Linked DNA regions of Danio rerio: region 1 is linked to region 2. The links are chromatin contacts, called in public Hi-C maps. All regions are on one chromosome and are shown on one strand. The core of a region is the stretch at or near the end of the contact, and the rest is flanking DNA. Distances in the headings are between cores, read along the strand shown.

What was found. A called contact is a pair of places that touch in the nucleus more often than the background predicts.
Region 1: a Hi-C map of embryo shows a contact between it and region 2, with 2.2 times the contacts expected there. The contact joins the promoter of si:ch211-132d3.4 here to the enhancer-like site in region 2. A contact is called at or near these places in 9 of 18 Hi-C or Micro-C datasets (caudal fin, embryo, hematopoietic stem cells and 1 more) and 2 of 4 datasets of contacts at active chromatin or transcription factors (caudal fin and embryo).

Annotation. Positions count from the first base shown.
Region 1 is chr7:14,382,571-14,386,467 of GRCz12tu, reverse strand. It overlaps si:ch211-132d3.4 (a long non-coding RNA gene), which reads left to right and starts at 2,223. Exons shown (of 5, transcript NR_186720.1): 1 at 2,223-2,666.
Region 2 is chr7:14,313,155-14,317,306 of GRCz12tu, reverse strand. No RefSeq gene overlaps it. Among named protein-coding and RNA genes, the nearest start is that of rhcga, 20 kb to the right of the region's middle. Within about 2 kb of position 2,871, at least 11 of the 62 cell types and tissues checked have an H3K27ac peak or open chromatin away from gene starts, as enhancers often do.

The sequences.
Region 1 (3,897 bases), core at 974-3,473, 70 kb before region 2:
ATATAAGAAAGCAATGATTTTCAGCTTTCTTTAAAATATCTTCTTTACACTTGAGGGTCTATGTAAATAGGGATTAAATGCATTTGCTCTTGTGAAATATGCATATTAATTTGCTTTATGGCATTCATAAACAATGTGTTGCGAATACTGTATCACTAAAGGAAAATCCTGGGTTGCTGTTAAATATGGACGAACCCAATCGTTTGGTTTAAAAGTGCAAATATAGCCTAGTTAATGAAAATTAACCCAACGATGGGTTTGTCCATATTTTACCCAACTGAGGTTGCAACGTTATATATATAGTAAAATATATATAAAATATATATTATATATATAGTAAAATAACACACTTTACTAGTATGATTCCAAAGCAATAGTATTTATGTTTTGTATGTGTGTTTTTGGGGGAAGGATCGTTGTCTCTCAGTGCTCCACAGGTTCGGGAAAACATGACAGCGGTAAGTCTATAATGCATGACATTCACAGCTGCACGACGCGAGACAATTCGGTCAACAGAGTCACAGGACATTCATTTAACCCGAGTGACCTTTGTGAATGATGAGAGTGGACTCTTCACTTAAAACACACTTCATAACGTGTGGCGGGGTCAAGCAAATAACACCATTTAGGCTCTGTCCGCTGTCGCAGTGGACATTACGCAATCAGATGCACACATTTTTCAGTGACTGATTTGTAGCGAGATAAATGTGTGTGCGCACACATATCAGTAGGCTATTGGGAAGTTATTTAATATGAACTGATATAAAATGAGTATTGCATTTAAATGATCTTATAATTGGTATAAAACGAGATAAGACCGTATAATAATAAAACTATAGGCCAATAGTTAAAAACAGTTCTAGCACAACAAGAATTGGAGCTCAGAATGTCACATTGCACAAGCAATAAGATAGTTTGAATATTTGGGAAATAAAGTGCGTATTTGAAATATATTTGTCCAACGTGTAGCAAAGATATGGAGGGGGGATCAAGCATCGATGGTGCAGCACCTCTAGCATCCACAAAACCCTTAAAGAAAATCTTTGGACATTCTTTGAGGAACTTTTCACTAAAAGGTTCTTTGGTGGACCAAATGTGATTCTATCACTGTGGAAAATCCTTTTAGGTTCTTCTTGGCACCTCAATTTTTAAGTGTTTACTAATTAAAGCAGAGAAATTCTCTGGCTTTTATGAATTAGTCATTTTGGTTAAGCAATTCCCAAATGAATAAAAACGCGCGCCATAATTAATAATCAGAAAATCTAAACTATCAAAAATAAGGGTTCTAAATGAGCGTTTTGTATTGCAATGCAACATAAGAATCATAGTTTAAATAACATTACTAAAGAACAATTTACATTTGCGCAATGCAATTGGATGCTTTTCGTTTAATCATCAATGCACCTTTATTTTTAAGTTGCGAATCAATCAGAAATAAGCCTTTTTTATCAATACAATATCTAAAATATCTGCTTCCTAATATCTATTAAATTGTACAAACAGTGAAGAAATTTAACAATAAGAAATTCACTTTTCTATAAATGTACAATGCAACGTCATTTTTTAAAATAAGACTTGATGTAAAAAAAGGTCGCAAAAGGTCGGCAGATAATATTATAATCATTGTATATCAGCATTATCCAACAACAATATTAATCACAAAAATTCTCATATATAGGCCTATACATATTTTTATACAGAGCTATTACATGCATTCCTTTGTCGAATAAAGCGGATTCTTGGCCTAAAATAACACTTTTTTTAACACATACTTGATTTTCAGAAGCTTCAGCACGAATTAAAGGACACATAATAGCATGTAACAGATTGCATGATACACATAATGAGTTATACCGTGTGGACTAAATATGTGCGAATATAACATGATAACCAAGCAGACTACATATAACACTCTCTCAAGTCTGATATCTTAAAACATATTAGCTAAACCGCTTACTAATTTTAAAAGGCAAAACTTGCACGTTTTAATTTACAGGTATGACTTGTAACTCATTTTGGGTTACTATAGGAACTCTGCAACCTATAGGCGACACTCTGGCGCGCGCGCACTCGGCGAACCGAGAAAGCGCGCGCGCTGGAAAGAGAGAGAGAGAGATGGAGAAAAGGAGCACGCGCGTGGGCTTATGATTGGCCGCTCGGCTGCCTGCTGCTGGAGTGACGTCACTGCAGGAGAGAACTGCCAGAGGAGGATGCATTTAGTCAGAAACTAGACTCTCTCGAGCTGGAGAGAGACAACATCGCATCCACAGAGCGCGCAGGAGGCAAGGGAACGAGAACATCGCGTGCAGCTCACACTCGTGCGCGGTTTTCATAAAGTAAAGCTCGCGTCTGTGCGCGCACGAACACCGTAAGCATGCTTTTCAAGGGATGAAATCCCCATCTTGGAAATTAAATTGCCTGTTCCGTTCTCTGGATGGCTGAGACGCAATATTCGATGGCCGAATACTTGAGGACTGCGAGTTTTTTTTGAATGGGAAAACGCGTCGCCGAAGAGATGCACCGAAGAGTTTGGCGTTTGGCTATAGATGTTTCCACAGATTTTTTAGCGTCATGTTCTTGAACGGGAACCTCTATTTGTCCCCGACACACGGCCACTCGTAGTTTTACTTTCTGACAGTGAGGAATATGTGCGTCAATTGTTAAAAGTAAGATTTTTAAATTACCTAAATGATTTCTACCCATATATCTTTGTGCGTTTGTATTATTATTACTATTATTATTGTACATGAACTGACTCGTATAACTGTTGAGGTCACAATAACTTATTCCACTTATAGACAGCAATCAGTAAGATGACTGAACACTAAATATATTATGCGTATTTGTAAAAATGCATGAATCTAACGTTTTACGGGAACTATTCATAGCTGACCCCATATGATAGACAAGGCCATGTTCAGTGGTAAGTGCATGTGGCCCTCTCAACACTGTCTATACACTTTGTACACTCTCTCAAGGTGAATCTTTAATATCTGGGACATTTCAATTAAATATATTGCATGCGTATATGTTTAATAATAACGTGACTGCGATATAGAAGCTATATAACCTTAAATAAGTTAATTTGTGTTATATAAACGATACACGTGTTTTGTAGATCTTAATCTTAAAATTAGGGGTTAGTATTTTATGGTGAAGCGTAATCCATTCATTGCATTTCTCTTTTAAATATTTATAATCCGTGTTTATTAGACAGTGTGTGAAAATTGAGCCAACCTTGCGCGCTTATATTTTATTACACAATACATTATGCATTTATTTAATTGTTTAAAAAGCGTAATATGTACTTTTTATATATAACAGCATGCTTGTTTAGCAGTATATGAAGTAATGTGACGTCACTATACGTGAGGGAAACGTGGGTACAGTATAGCTAACTTACAGAAAAGTAAACTATTTAAATACTCACTAAATGTTCATCCGGGTTAAATAAAAAAAAGTATTATTAATATTTATCTTCCACTACTTTGGTATTATGGCGAATAATTGTGCGGGAAGTAAGGTACAAAGAGTTGAACGAAAGGCCTTATTGCAGTCTGCGGAAATATAATTTAAAATGCAGGACCTGAAGATATAATTATGCATGTGGAGGCCTAATAATGGCCATTATTTATTAATTATTTTAAGATTATGAGTGACCAGAAGGGACATAATCCCTTTTAAAAATCGGGCTGATGAATGAAAACCTCGACAATAACTCCAATTGGAAAAGCATCCAGGCTGAAACCGCAACTTCAGGCCCGCTATTGTGGATAGTGTCTTCTTCAGCACGTGCTGAAGGGCTGGGGAATCTCTCAAGTCCATTCAGCACTTGAGTTGTTAACAGCATTTACAAGACTATTAAAAGAGTGACTGTAATGTATTTATTGCGCATTA
Region 2 (4,152 bases), core at 1,622-4,121:
ATGGATGCTTCCCAGTGATGTGTTGCAGCTGGAAGGGCATCCGCTGCGTAAAACATATGATGGATAAGTTAGCAGTTCATCTCGCTGTGGTGACCCCAGATTATCAAAGAGACTAAGCTGTAAAGAAAATAAATGAACGAATGGTGTGTGTGTTCATAGCTGTATCCCTTCTAAATATTTACCAGGATTCATCACCAATGATCATGTGTTATGCGTTTATACAACAACTTTAGAACTACTAATGGGGTATATACACAGCTAGTGTTTTTCAGGATAAACTTCTGGTGAAAGCTTAATATGGTCCCTTTTACAGCATCAATGTTGTAATGTAGGCCTAAAATACAATCAGTTAAATAATCAGCATTTATTCGTTCAAGAATAAAACTAGATGACAGAGTTTAAAATTCAGTTCTGTGGCATTGTTTACATTTTTCTCTCCAATGTGGCAGACTGGTGTACTGTAAATAACAGTACATTGTTGATCTTTTTTAATCTTTTCGGCTTAGCCCCTTTATAAATCAGGGGTCACCACAGCGGAATGAACCTTCAACTTATCTAGCACATATTTTACGCAGCAGATGCCCTTCCAGCCTCAACCCAACACTGGGAAACACCCATAACACAATTTTACCTAATACACTACAGCCAATTTAACTTATTTATTTCACCTATCCTGCATGTATTTGGATTGTGGGGGCAACCGGAGCACCTGTAGGAAACCCAAGCAAACAGGGAGAACATGCAAGCTCCACACAAAAATGTCAACTGACCCAGCCGAGGCTCGAACCAGCGACTTTCTTGCAGTGAGGTGATTGTGCTACCCACTGCACCACCATGACACCCGATCTTTTGCTTTTTCATATATATTTTATCTGGGTTATAGTTGTTGTTTTTTTTAATTTTGTTTACAAAATAACTTAAATGTAAAAACCTAATTCTCACATCTATGAAAAAGGCGAAAAATGCTGAGTATGAATCCTTGCAGTGACATGTTGCAATCCTGGATTAACATCTATGTTGATCCTGGAACATCTTTTTTGTTCGAAAATATAATCCATACCTATTCCCTACCCCTAAACCCAACCATAACTGTGAATTATTCTAAATATCAGAGGGGAACAATACATCACCTTGGAATTAAAAGGTTCTATCTGTGTTATGAATTATCTGGAGATAATGAGCTTTAAAGTTTTTTCATTTAATTTTATTTAATTTGCACATAATGTAAATAGGTTGTCATTTAATAAGAATATGTCAATAACTCAATTTTGACAAAAATATCAGATAGAACCTTATAAATCTAAGGTGACGAATAGTTGGAAAACAATCATGTGGAGATGCATAAACCTAACCATAAGCTAAAGATAACATAAACTGTTCTGATTGGCTTATTAGAATGTTCTTCCAGGATCAACATAGAAGTTAATCTAGGAACATGTCCTACTTGGTAAAATCAGGTTGCTGATAGTGTCTGTATTTGTCTTGTTGTCAGGGCCGGAGCATGATGATCACGCCACCCTCAACCCGAAAGTGAAAACGGAAGTGACCGGTTCAGGAAGTGAAGGGGTTGGCAGTGTCTTCTGGGTCGTCTCAATGGATGTGTCAGCCCTGCTTGCAGTCCATCATTGTTATTTTGGTTGTCAGGTACTCGCTCATGCCTATTGGCTTTATTCTGCGATGCGGAAGTGCGCTGGTTTTTGTGATTATTTTAGAACTTCCAATTCAGTTGTCTTGAATTATATTTAAAAAATTGCCAAAAGCTAGCTCTCTACAACTCTCGCCTGGTCAGTGCCTGAAGACCTGGAAGTACCTGGAAGACCTCATGGAAGCTAGGTTGCTGCCGGAAGTGGCGCTCAACCTCCAGTCTGTGTGGGTCCTAACGCCCCAGTATATTGATAGAGACTCTATACTGCTCAGTGAGTGCTGTCTTTCAGCTGAGATGTTAATTGGAGGTCCTGACTGTCTGTAGTCATTAAAAATCACAGGATGTCCTTTAAAAAAAAGTATAGGGGTATCCTGGCCAAATGTGACCATCAAATTTGTCCATCATGACCTCCTAACCATCCTAACCATATCATAATTGGCTTCATCACTCTGTCTCCTCTCCAACAATCAGCTGGTGTGTGGTGTGCGGTCTGGCACAATATGGCTCCCGTCGCATCATCCAGGTGGATGCTGCACACTGGTGGTGGATGAGAAAGTTCCCCCATTGTGTAAAGCACTTTGAGTGTCTAGAAAAGCTCTGTATAAATGGAAGGAATTTCCACCACAGTCCAAATACATGCACTATAGATGAATTGAATAGACTAAATTCACTGTAGTGTATGTGTTTGAATGAGTGTGTATGGATGTTTCCCAGTACTGGGTTGCAGCTGGAAGGGCAATCGCTGTGTAAAACATATGTTGGATAAGTTGGTGGTTCATTCCTCTGTGGTGACCCCTAATAGATAAAGGGACTAAATTAAAGGACAATAAATGAAATAAAATGAAATAATCACTTTTCAGTTTTTAGGCTGGTCCTAAATCCTCTACAATTCATTGAGAAACCTTTTTCAACCTTTAAACAACACCTTCATCACCGAGACCCCAAGCAAAATAACAGGTTTCTCCCCCTCCCAGCCACAAGTAACGAAGGATTCAGTGACAGATCGTGGCTAAAAAGGTCTATCAGCACAGATGTACCAATCAGCCAGTGCCAATCAGGCCTTAAGAGTGATATAATTATCAGGTCAGGAGGGGAAAGAGCGCTGAATGAAAGACACCACCTTTCCTCCAGCGCACCCCCCCACTCACTGCCCACCATTATACCCAAGCAACAACAGGCCAATTTGTCCATGAGGCCCTTGTACCCACACTCCCTGCCGAGTTATTTAGCTCCTCTCCTGCTCTTCAATGGCAGGTACTGATTAGAGGGGCTGAAATCTCCCTCCCCGCTCCCTTGCAGAAAGAGAAAGAAAAACTAGCCCCCTTCATCCTGGCAATCTTTAATCTGATTACAGGCTTTCAGACGTGCGGGACAATGGCAGGCCAAGTGGTTCCACACACAGCCTCTGAGCTATGTGATCCAAGTGCAGATCTGTGGGCGCTCCAGCTCCTCTGGCAGGTCTTTTCAGAGTAAACTAAGGCCGGGTCGTCCCACCTGCCCGCCTGCGTCCCGCTTGCCTTCACACAGGGGATTAAAGCAGGACATCTCTGTTACAGGAGCGACACCCCGACCCCCCGTCCCATGCAGACTTGTTTGATTAGAGAGGAGAAGGGATTTGACCTCGGCTCTCCTGCTTTCAGACCATTGGCTCAATTGCAATTGTGGTGGTCGGTTCTCAACTCCAGGCTCCACCTCTCGTTTCTCTTCTCTATGGGAAAGTAACAATTTTAATAATTTAAATATTGCATTACAAGATAAGACAACAGTTAATATTTTGGTAACTGAATCAGATTGTTATAAAATACACAGATGAACTCAAAAATACAAATAATAAAAATGTAAAATACAGTAATAGCATACTTGTACACTACCTGATAAATGTCTTGTCACCTATCCAAGTTTTAAAAACAATAAATAATAACTTGACCGTTTAGTTAATCATTAGTATCAGAAGTGGCTTCTATGAAAGGCAAAGGCCTCTAGATTACGCTTATTTTACCCAAATAAAATATGATCATGCCTTGATTTTTAATTATTTAATTGGGACAGCAAGGTCTGACTTTGCTTAGACAAAAGTCTTGTCACTTAACAGAAATAATGTACAGTATAGAATATAAAGACATACTGCAGTGGCAAAATAATTAATATTGTGTATGACTCCCATGAGCTTGGAGGACTGCATCTATAAATCTCTCCAGTGACTCAAATCACTGATTAATAAAGTCATCTGGAATGGCAAAGAAAGCGCTCTTGCAGGACTCTCAGAGTTCATCAAGATTCTTTGAATTCATCTTTAATGCCTCCTCCTTCATCTTACCCCAGACATGCTCAATAATGTTCATGTCTGGTGACTGTGCTGGCCAATCCTGGAGCACCTTCACTTTCTTTGCTTTCAGGAACTTTGATGTGGAGGATGAAGTATGATAAGGAGCGCTATCCTGCTGAAGAATTTGCCCTCTCCTGTGTTTTGTAATGTAATGGGCAGCACAAATGTCTTGATACCTCAG